Regions from separate parts of the Anser cygnoides genome. Here regions 1 and 2 are each linked to region 3. Evidence: chromatin contacts called from public Hi-C data. All regions are on one chromosome and are shown on one strand. Each heading gives the region's core, a stretch centred on a gene start, on an enhancer-like site or on the middle of the called end of the contact. The rest is flanking DNA. Distances are from core to core; before and after follow the strand shown. Region 1 overlaps EIF2AK2 (eukaryotic translation initiation factor 2 alpha kinase 2). Region 2 holds the start of NANP (N-acetylneuraminic acid phosphatase). Region 3 holds the start of RMDN2 (regulator of microtubule dynamics 2).

The links. Hi-C and Micro-C count contacts between places; a contact is called where the count stands out from the background.
Region 1: a Hi-C map of liver shows a contact between it and region 3, with 1.9 times the contacts expected there. The contact joins the enhancer-like site here to the promoter of RMDN2 in region 3. A contact is called at or near these places in 3 of 7 Hi-C or Micro-C datasets (granulosa cells and liver).
Region 2: a contact with region 3 is called in a Hi-C map of liver, with 2.4 times the contacts expected there. The contact joins the promoter of NANP here to the promoter of RMDN2 in region 3. A contact is called at or near these places in 3 of 7 Hi-C or Micro-C datasets (granulosa cells and liver).

Annotation. Positions count from the first base shown.
Region 1 is chr3:35,682,289-35,685,867 of Taihu_goose_T2T_genome, forward strand. It overlaps EIF2AK2 (eukaryotic translation initiation factor 2 alpha kinase 2), which reads left to right. Exons shown (of 16, transcript XM_013170695.3): 14 at 113-211; 15 at 1,723-1,785; 16 at 1,869-3,422. The coding sequence ends at 1,988. All of the region lies in intron 8 of GPATCH11 (G-patch domain containing 11), which reads right to left. Among named protein-coding and RNA genes, the nearest start is that of GPATCH11, 7.5 kb to the right of the region's middle. Within about 2 kb of position 1,388, at least 2 of the 3 cell types and tissues checked have open chromatin away from gene starts, as enhancers often do. A contact at or near this core is called in liver, where this site is marked.
Region 2 is chr3:35,654,288-35,657,643 of Taihu_goose_T2T_genome, forward strand. It overlaps NANP (N-acetylneuraminic acid phosphatase), which reads right to left and starts at 1,756. Exons shown (of 2, transcript XM_048047751.2): 1 at 1,536-1,756; 2 at 1-1,352. The coding sequence starts at 1,625. The coding sequence ends at 657.
Region 3 is chr3:35,519,050-35,522,783 of Taihu_goose_T2T_genome, forward strand. It overlaps RMDN2 (regulator of microtubule dynamics 2), which reads left to right and starts at 2,301. Exons shown (of 11, transcript XM_048047733.2): 1 at 2,301-2,356; 2 at 3,056-3,519. The coding sequence starts at 3,068.

The DNA.
Region 1 (3,579 bases), core at 138-2,637, 160 kb after region 3:
TGCCTGTCCTGGAGTTTTCAGGTGACAATTTCTACTGATTTCAAATTTTGCCTTAAGAAGTCATGTCCAGTTGTATTTGACACCTACATTGTTTTTGTTGTGATTTTTGTAGTTCTTTGACAAATATGGAAAGGAAGTAGATATTTATGCACTGGGATTAATTTGGTTTGAAATTCTTTCGGCATTGGCCAGTCGTCATGAGAAAAATATGGTATGTAATCTTTAAATAAAAATTAAAACACCCTCTCATATTATATCATGTATCATTATTTTGCCTTACTGCAGGCATCTTAGGCTGATTCCATGCCAGAAGGAATCTGTACATCTAGAGTACTGTCTGTATTCATATTTTCCCCTTGGTTCATGTCTGTAAAGCTCATAAGTCCTTCACGCTTCAGTTAAAATGTAGAAACTGAAGAAACATCACTGGGTTTATTTTACTGATGTTCTACTGATATACAGATTAAAGCCTTACTAAGCTTAGATATGTACATGCCTCTATAGGGAAAATAATCAAAAATCTAAAAAATATCTACCAAAAAGATATCTGATCTTTTTATTTGATCGATCAGAGTATTGGAAAGGAATATTTTTCTAATTTTAGAAAATAAGAATTGGGAGAGTTTAGTGTCTGCCATGCTCTTCTTCACTACAGCATGGAACAAGAATAAAGTTTCCAAAAAGTTGAAACCTTTGTAGTTTTTCAAAATGAAAATGAAAGTGATTTGGAATATATAGCTTTATTTTAATTGAAAAAATGTTACTTCAAAAAGATACCAGTGTTACTTAAACTTTGCTTTAAAAGGTACCTTTTAATGTGTCTTTTGTCTTTTTCTTTGCACAGCAGTAGTATAACAGCTTTTATGCTCAAACCTATATAGTCGTAGGACAGGGATGTAGATGATGAGTATTGTTTCTGAAGTCATTATTTTGTAAGATCTATGTATATGGTTGGACCCAGAATCTCTAGAACACTGTTAGCTTGGCTCTTTGCCAGTATGAGCAAACCATATCAAAGTGTGTTTGACCCACAGATTTGACTTGGCTCCAATTATCTACCTTGTAGCATTTCTAAAGACTAAAGGACTTTCCCCCACTCACAGCCAACTGTGCAAACAGACCCGCAGTCCCACGGTGTTCAAAGTTTAAAAGGCAAAACCAATTGAAAATCATCATGGGGAAAAAAACAGTTGTTACTCAAAAGCAGTTTCTGAAAGCATATATTTAGAAATCCTCACTGTTAGTTGCTTTGAACTCCACCTAGCATTTTCTGCAGTGACATAGAAATAATTTTGTAGCACTGAACAAGGTAAAAGGGAAGCACACCTGCTTGGCTCAGAAATAACATCCACATGTTGTCAGAACAAGAAATTAAGCCTTTTCACACTGTGTGTTGTTTGCTTTTTTAATTATTATTATTTGAGGACAGAAGGATAATGGTTATTAAGTAGAGAGGTTTGCCGAAACAACCACATCATTGTATTTTGTGAAGCTTTTAAGCTTAAAAAAGGGACAACAGTTTACAAAAAAGACCATAAAAACAAAACAAAGTTCAACTAAATGAGAATTTTTCAAACTTCTATAGTTTCTTTTTGCAGCCTTACCTTTTTTGTAGATTTTTATTCTCCTAATTACTTCTGTAAATTATATGGGTTGTGAAATGAGATGCAAAATATAATGAATAAAAGCATACTGAAACTGTTTATCTCATATGAATTTCAGGTATGGCGTGATGTAAAAGAAAGTAAATTTCCAGAGGACTTCACTGAGCGATTTAAAACACAGGTATAGTATTAGAATACATTATTTCAGTTAGTTTCTTTATCTACTCATTAAAAAAATAACTCAATTTTAATTTATTTTTGCAGGTACCCATAATCAGAAGGATGCTTTCAAAGGACGCCTCAAAAAGGCCCCGTGCATCTGAAATACTTGAGCTTTTGAAGAGTGTTGATAAAGACAACTCCCATAAAGCTCATACGCAGTAAACGCCATTTTAAAAGTCTTCCAGATGATGCTTAAATCCAGTTTGATTCAAACTTATGAAATTCCATAAATATATCAGAAGCAAGAGTAAGACTTAGGACATGTCTTTTCCATGGTGTTTAGCCTTCCTGCCACTGAGGAGCTTGCTGGCCAAAATGGTCGCATCACCGTTCACTCCCACTGGCTGCAGATCAGAACAGCAAACATCTGCAAACAATTGCTTGCAATTTTTACGTGGAAACACAGGTTAGGTATGAGCTGAACTATATTATACAATAAGCACAGGAACCTAGTCCTTGTCTCCCATAAGACTGTGTTGATGTGATAACTGGCCTGTGGCAACTCCCTACGTGTGTGCTCTTAACACATGCTCAATTCGTTATCAGTTGAAGTGGATGAAGCGCTGTCTTGTGGCACATGAATCAAACCTTTCTGTTTTTTCATAGTGATCTTTATATTAATTACTAGACTCCTCCTGTGCCCTTTAGACCAGAGGAGGTAATGTGCTGAATTGGAAAGATCGATTTTGGTAGGAAGAATACTAGAAAGCAGCAGGGTTTATTCCTTACTGAATTTCAGGTCTTTAAAATGAATTTTCTTCTCACTATATCCACAGATACACCTAGCACCTTTAGTGTGCTAAAATTTAAATACTCTTTTAAAGTGGGTTTTCCTTGAGAATGTAAACGTTTTAAGTGTTAAGCATCTAGCTTCTAGGAAATCTAGCTGAAAGAGATTTATCCTAAACTTTTGAAACCCTCAGCATTTTTTTTGTTTTCTGAAGCAAAGTTGGGGTACTCTTAAGTCTCCAGAGTTTTCTCAGTAGTAACCATTTTAAATACTTTGTCAAAAGCACTTTAAACATCCTCTCACCCACACTGCTGGGTTTTAATCGCTTATTGTAGTACTGAGGCATGTGTAACTGGTAACAGGTGTCTTGAACACCTCTGGTGGACTTACCATCAGCTCTGCAAAAGGTAACAGCAGATTGCCTGTTACTGTTTGGTTACATACTTCAAAGATTACAGCTGTGATAGAATAGGAAGAATTGTGCAGGGGAGAAAAGATGGGCAAATTAGTCCTTCCGATTCTCATCTTTGATTTGTTTGAAAAGATACAGCTCACTCCTGTGGAACTCCATAAAGGCATATGCACAGAGATTCTAAGCAGGAAAATAAGTATGACGTGATGATGTGTAGTAAAGATAAAGTATAATAGGATTTTTCTAAAATGTTAAACAGGTTAAAGGTGGGTGTTTTGTTAAAAAGAATAATATAAAAGAATACATAGTCATTTTTATACTCTTATGGAAATCTATTGCTGATCCCCTGTAAGTGGTGCTAAATAACGGTCTGATTTTATGTCCAAGAACTGATTTTTTTTTTCCCTTATAATGAATGTTATTGTTCATAAATAAAGCATTCAATTGTTTTGGACTAATGCATATTTTTTTGCAGTACTCAAGGTCTAGGAGAAATTATATCCTAACAGACAAGAATACCACTAGTTCCACTTCCCTTTCACCCATAAACTTACCCTTACAATATGAAAATTAACATGTGACAAGTTTCAGCTGAAACCTTTGCAGTTCTT
Region 2 (3,356 bases), core at 506-3,005, 130 kb after region 3:
TACAAGTTTTATGCACATTTAAATATTTTTGGCAAGAGGTACTGATTCTGTAACTGAAAAGTCACTGCAAATTCTGAAAAAAAAGCTAAAACTTGAAAACTTAAACCTGAAAAGGGATCAGAGGTAATTGTTTCCTAGTAATCTGCTACGTAATAAATTCTGTCAATAAATTCTGGTTTTAGAAAAAGCAAAGGTCACTTCAGTTTCTGAAATAAGCTGCAGATCAATTGAGAACTTTTACTAGCTTGTACAACACTCTCTCGCTTTCATGTTTTCCACACTGCAAACAAGGCTTGAACCGAAGCTTCTGCTGAACTTACAAGTCAGCAAGGCATGTGAAAGGTCACAACATCCAAATTTTCTTGTCCAGTATGAAAACAAGGGACTAGGAACTTTGGTCAGAGACAAGTATGTTTTAGCCCATCTGCCAAGATAATTTTCAGACACAGGCAGTTATCTTAAATTAACTGCACTCGTGTCCTTTATATTAATCTAATACTCTTGCTTCTATCCTGTTTCACTGACAGCTGTGCTCTTACTCGCCCACCTGCTGTATAGGAAAGCGTAACATACATGAGTTTAAAATCCTAGGGTCAAATTTTTAACATGAGGATGGGTCAACAGCTCAGTGTTTCTCCGACCGCATGCCAGAGCTGTCAGTGTGCCTCATTACTACTAACCGTATGGTCATTTCCTAACTTGGCGTTAATTTTATGCTCCATCTTCCGTAAAACTGCCGGAAGGTCGAGAACAGAAGAAATGACGTAGTGAGGTACCGGGGAGCTATCTGCGGGGGTTGCCATCGTTTTGTTTAGCCAGACAGTCGCCTTCAGGCCAGCGTTGAGGCCTCCTTGAATATCTGTGTCGAGAGAGTCACCGACCATGACGCACTCCGCAGGCTGCACCCCCAGGAGGTCGCAACAGTAATGAAATATGGATGGCGCCGGCTTCTCCTCCTTCTGCTCTCCACCCACGACGATGGCGTCGAAGTAGGGCTGGCAGGCACAGGCTTCAATCTTCTCCCTCTGCGTCTGCCGGTCCCCGTTGGTCAGGAGGAGCAGGCGGACGGCCTTGCGCAGCTCCATCAGCATGCCCCGCGTCTCCTCGGCCAGGGTGAGGTGCCGGAGCCGGGTGGTTTTCCACAAGAAGTAGCACTCGGCGGCCAGGCTGCGGTTCGCCTCCCCCCCGATGGTTTCCTGGATCGCCTCCTCCCAGTGCGAGATCCGCAGCTCGGTGATGCACGTCCTGGCGGGGTCGTGGCACTCCTTCAGCAGCTTCGCCTGCACCTTCTCGCAGATGTCGCGGGCCTGGCCCTCCCCGCAGCGGTGCCGGCACCGCAGCGCCTTCACCACCTGCAACCGACAGCAGGACCCGTGGCGCCGCCGCCTCCCCCCCGACCCGGCCCGACCCGACCCGACCCGCTACGCGCCGGGGGCGGCCCGGGAGGGAAGGGAAGGGGAAGGGAGGGCGCGGGGAGCCCCGTCCTGCCCGGCCGGGAAGGGCCGAGGCCGCAGGGCTCGGGGCCGGGGCAGTACCTCCTCGATGGCGCGGCGCCCGGCCGCCGCCGTGTCGACCAGCGTGTTGTCCAGGTCGAAGAACACCGCCTTCACGCCGGGCGCCGCCATGGCACCGCCGCGGGGGAGCGCCCAGCCGCTGCCGCCCGCTAAGCACGGACACGGACCTGCCGGCGGGGCCTCCCCGTCCTTCCTTTTCGTTTCCCTCCCCGTCCTTCCTTTTCGTTTCCCTCCCCTTCCCTTCCTCTCCCTTCCCCGCCCCTCGCCGGCGCAGGGCGGAGCCGCATGAGGGGCGCGGAGGGGCCGCCCCGCCCCGTCCCTCACAGCAGGCACCAGCGCCGCGTCGCGTTTTTTCCCCTGTAAAGAAATGTTGGCGTTTGTGAAATGCGACCTGCAGGGAGGAGGAAGAGGTGCAACAGGCAAGAGATGCCCTCAGGTCGGCTGGCAGCACAGCATCTCTCTGGAGAGACAGCGTCCTTCTGTAGAGACACCTGCTGGCAAAGACAGCCGCAGTCCCTTCCACAGGATCACAATTTATTCGAGATAAAGCCAAAGCCAGTGATTTCAGTATAAATACTTTGGTATTTGGGGTATAATATTGGAGTATTTGAAATTCCAAAGCTCAATATTTTCTAGAACAAATGAATCCCAAAAGGCACAAAAGAACAAATTTTACAGTTGCATGCACGGACCACCGTTTCGGAACAGGTCCTTTACCACAGGGTGAAGTTTAACAGTAGGCTTGGTCAGTCAGGTAATACTCCTATTGTTCTTTGATAAATGTCTTGATAAACAGAGTTTATCTTTCCAGCCAGCAAGTTTTTCTGCTAATACTGCTGATATCAATTAGACATTAACAATTCACAAAGCTGGAGGAAACTTCGTATCTTACCAGAGAAACTGGAAGTTCACTTCAAGTCACTTGAAGTTTGGAAAACTGCACCTTAGTCAGCAACCTGCTTGTCAAGCGAAAGGTGCTGGGTCACACAACACATGAGGCCAAAAACCAAAACAAACGAACAAAAATCCCAGACCGACCAAACAAAAGAGCATGCCAAAGAGCTTGGCAATTAGAACTATAGAAAGCAATATTTAAAGAGATGGATTCTGAAAAGAAATAGGCATTGCTGAGGATCCTGTAGTTAAAGAAATAGAAGGAATTTTAATAAAATTTAAGAGGCAAAACCTAGAGAATGATTGCTGTCCTATAATGGGTTTCTTACCCAAGGTGAGTGTTTAGAGATGACATGTTTAAAGTCTAGGATGTTCAGGAAGTCAGAAGAGGTGGCACATCATGCTTTGTAGGGTATATGAGCATGTTGACAGGCTAGTCAGAGAGGGAGAAGGGCTACTAAAAAATATTTGTGTGTATTTGGGAAAAGCTCGGTGGGTACATTACTGCACCCCACTGTCCACAAGTCAAATGATGGTGTGCAATTCATTTTAATTTACCCTGAATGCTGGGGATAGGAAAGTGTAAATGTACTAATCAACACAGAAAAAGCAGTAACTGAATTAATGCTTGTAGTCAAGTAGTATCTGTAAGAGGGAATAAGTGATACTTCTGGGAATAGCATTTCTTGCAAGTTTCACCTAATGTGTAGTTAATCTGGCAGTGATTTTAGCGACTGTATTCATAGACAATGCAGAAGAGGATGGGAATCGAGCCACAGAGTTCAAGGACTGGCTAAATCGGAGTTGTTCCAAACTTCATGGGATACCAAAAGCCTGCCTATAGTTTTACTAACTCAAAATACAGTTGTTACTGTCAACACAGAACAAAAAAAGACTAGGTTGTTCTGAAACAATACTAGAAACAGAAAAAGTCAGACTTTTTTTTTT
Region 3 (3,734 bases), core at 1,051-3,550:
GTTAATATACATCTTGGCTGGAAATAGCATACATTGGTTACTTATAATGTGATGGTGCTTTCATCCTTTGAACACAATTGCTCAATAATAAGCTAACTTTTCTAGTCTGACACAAAGCTACTGTCCAAGCTCAAAATATCCCAATAGACCAGTTAAACGACATGGCCTGGTTTTACACGAACAGTGCTGTGAGCAGGCAGGTGTGTCTGCGGTGCAGCTCGGGTGTGCTGAGCTCATCTGGCAACATCTGCCTGGGGCAGGTGGGGAGGAAGGCAGGACGTTAACAGGGTCTCATCACATCAGAGCTGCTGACCGTCATGAAAACTGCTGGAAATTCAGTATATTGACTTCTTTCTTTTTCTGTCAAAATTGGCTGAAGTTAATTTACAGATGCAGGACCTCCTGGGTGAAGCAAGTTTTATGGTATTAGGGGACAGAAGGACAGTGCACAGACAAGCTGGGAGCATAAGCTCTGTCTCCTTAGGAAGTAAAGCTAAAAGTACACTGTCTAGCAATGGGCCTGACGTTTTCTAAGAGATGGTGGTCTGGACTTGGACGTTTATTAGGACTTCAGGTACAGAGTCTGGTTTGAACTAGAAAAAAAATCCACATGCAGAACAGCACTTTTCTAAAAACAGTTCCTCTCAGTTTGCTTAGAATAGTTATCAGATTTAGGCCATTTTAATGTGCCAAATCTAGGTAAATCAGTGTTTAGGTCCCAGCACAGGGAGCTGTTGTCCTCTGGCAGGTGACATGCATGCAGTGACTTCTACACTTCTGCATCGCAATGCCTGTGTAAGGTGGCTGCAGGTGCTAAGCAAGTTAGGAGTTTGGATCCAGACCTGTGACCTGATTTTCAGAGTTGCAATGTATCCACAGAAACTAATGGCAGATTTAGAAAGCAGTTCTCACAGACCATTATATCTGAAAGCAAGTCGCCTAGTCTAAGGCTGCAGGCCTGTTTCAAGGTGTTTGTCCTCAGATTAATTATATTTTTAATAACCTTTCCTGTTTTATTTGGCTTATAGAAAGATTTTTGGCAAATGGTGTTAGAAAGAGAAAATACAAATAAAGATTATCCAACAAAAATTTATTGCCACTCCTAAACATTCGAAATGTGATCAGCATGAGGGTTCATGTAATCCAGTTTCGTTTTTAAACACTAATGGATTATGTAATTTAAAATAACTATTTCTACTATAGTAAAAATTATTCCTTGGAAATTATTTTAGTAAAGTTTCTATAAAATTGAAGGGCTTACAAATTTCAGATTGTGAACTTAAGAACAGGCCATACTTTTTTTTTTTTTTTAATCTCGGAGAAATGTAGAATATTGAAACAGGATTAATTTTTCTATCTTAATAGACTACCCTTCCTCTCAGGTTGTAATTTAGGCTCCTTTCGTCTTCAGGTTCTTAATGGAGAATTAGTTAGCAGTTACTGTTATTATAAAGGAAATCTTTGTTTAAAGATACAGAGATATTAGTCTATTTGACTAAAAGATAGATTTACATTTGCTTATTTGTATTAAGACTGAAATTCTGTTTGGGAACACAATTTATGTTCTTGGTACCTGTTTAAGGTACCTTTTTTTTTTTTTACAGTAGTTTGTTTTATGAGTTTTTTTGAAGGTATTATGGTATTACCTTCACTTTTATGAAGGTATTATGGTATTAATTTTTTTATTATTATTATTATTATTTTTAAGAACTACTTGCATTTCTTTGTTCCTGAGTGATATGGCTGGGGAAAGCTCCAACTGTTGAAGAGCAATCTCTTTTGTCCTGCAGTCGTAATAATTTCCTTAAATGTCTTTTGTGTGGGCCCTCACGCAGGAGAACATGAGTTTGTTTTGCAATTCTGGCAGGGCATGTTGTGCACGGGCACCCTCCAGGAGCCTTCAGGATGATGACTGGGCACAGCAGGTTGCCTCTGATGGTCCTTTTTCCTAAGCCAGAAACAGGAGGAAATACTGCCGCAACGGAGAAAGTATGGTCTTGTGCCACGGGTACAAGTTTGGGGCTGTCGGAGCAACGCACCCCACACCCTGTCAGACTCAAGTCCCTCTTTGACTTTGGGCAGACTGCAAGAGACTTTGGAGAAACAGGGTCAGCTTCGGGCTGTCAGATGGCTGAGGTACTATTAAGCTTTCGTGCCGTGCCTGGCAGCCGGTCAGGGCTTCTCGGTGATTTTGCAGCACCAGGCCTCCTCCGATGCAACGTACACACACCCTCTGTCTCCTACAAGTAGCAGCAAAGGTCAAGCTAGTAGAAACGAGCAGCCAGCAGCCCGAAGGCAGAGCCATAAACAGGAAAACTCGCCCCTGAACCGCCAAGCCGCGCGCTGTCTGCGGCAGGTGCGGCTCTCGGGGAGCCGAGGCCCCCTCGCAGCGGGACCCCCGGGCCGGACCCGCACCCACAGCCGGACCCGGGCAGGCCGGAGGGCCGCCTCCCGCCCCGGGGCTGCCGCAGGGCGGGCCCCGGCAGCCGTGCCCCGGAGGCCCGGCCGGCCGCCGCCTCGCAGGCCCGGCCCCCTGGATCCGGGTCTCGCCGCCCCCTGCGCCGCGGCGGGGCCGGGAGTGGCGGCGGGCCCCGGGCCGGGCCCGGTAGGTAGCGGGGCGGCGGCGGCGGGCCCGGGGTGGGCGCCCTGTGGGGAGGCGGCCGCGGGGCTCCGGGGCAGCGGTGGGACCCCCCTGCTGGGCTGCGGCCTGACAGCCGGGCGCTGCGGCAAGCCGAGGACAGCAGGTTTGGGCGTTTAAAAAAAGAAAAATATCAGCTAAAGCAGCTGGAAGGTCAGAAGTGAAGGCTGCGGTGCTGTGCGGATAAGGCAGCGTGCTCCCCTGCTGCCCCCCCTCCAGCCAAACAAGCCACTGCTGTCTCGGTTTTGCTGTCATTGCACATAGGCTGTTGTTGCAGAATCTGCTGGAGTTGCACTGTGGCTTCCTATCTGCAGCACGCACCGGTTATCCTAGCCTTCAGCTTTTGCGATTGAAAAGCAAAGTCAGTCGTTCGGGTAGAGCGTCTTTAACTCTGTTACTGTTGTCTCTCAATTTTAGGAGGGCGCAGAAATGTCTCGCTTTGAAAATAAAGGACTAATACTGGGCATAATGGCAGGGACTGCTGGAATAAGCTTGGTTGTGATTTGGTACCGCAAGGTCCGAAAACCTGGTGCAGCTGTGCGTATACCTGACTTTGCAGATGTAGGTAACAAGCTTAATTCTGTAGGCATGCAACATGAAACTCATAACGAGCAAGGGGCAGTAATGGTTTTACACAGGAGGCAACTGCAGATACTAGAAAAACTGAATGACTTGCTAATAAGTGTGGATGAACTGAAGAGAGAGGTGAAATTTCTGAAAGAAGCTATTCCAAAGCTTGAAGAGCTTGTTCGAGACGAGCTCCAAGGGAAGGGGGATGCTCAGAGAGTTAGCCCATCACACAGAGCAGCAAGGCGGAGAAAAGCTGAGACAACTCCTGCAAAAGAAACTACCAGCTCTGAGGAGGCAGAAAGTGAAGGAGGGTGAGTTGATAATATTTTGTTTATGCTACATACGCATTGCAAATTGCATCAATATGTATGTGAAACTTTGTATTATAAACAGTAGCCCTTTAAAAGTTTTAAGTATATTTTAAATTTCTCTCTAATCAGGGAAAAAAAATCAGATTAGTTGTTTTTAAATCAGAGAGAACTCTGGATGACCATCTGTAAGTCTGCACTACATGTGAAGTTGGTTT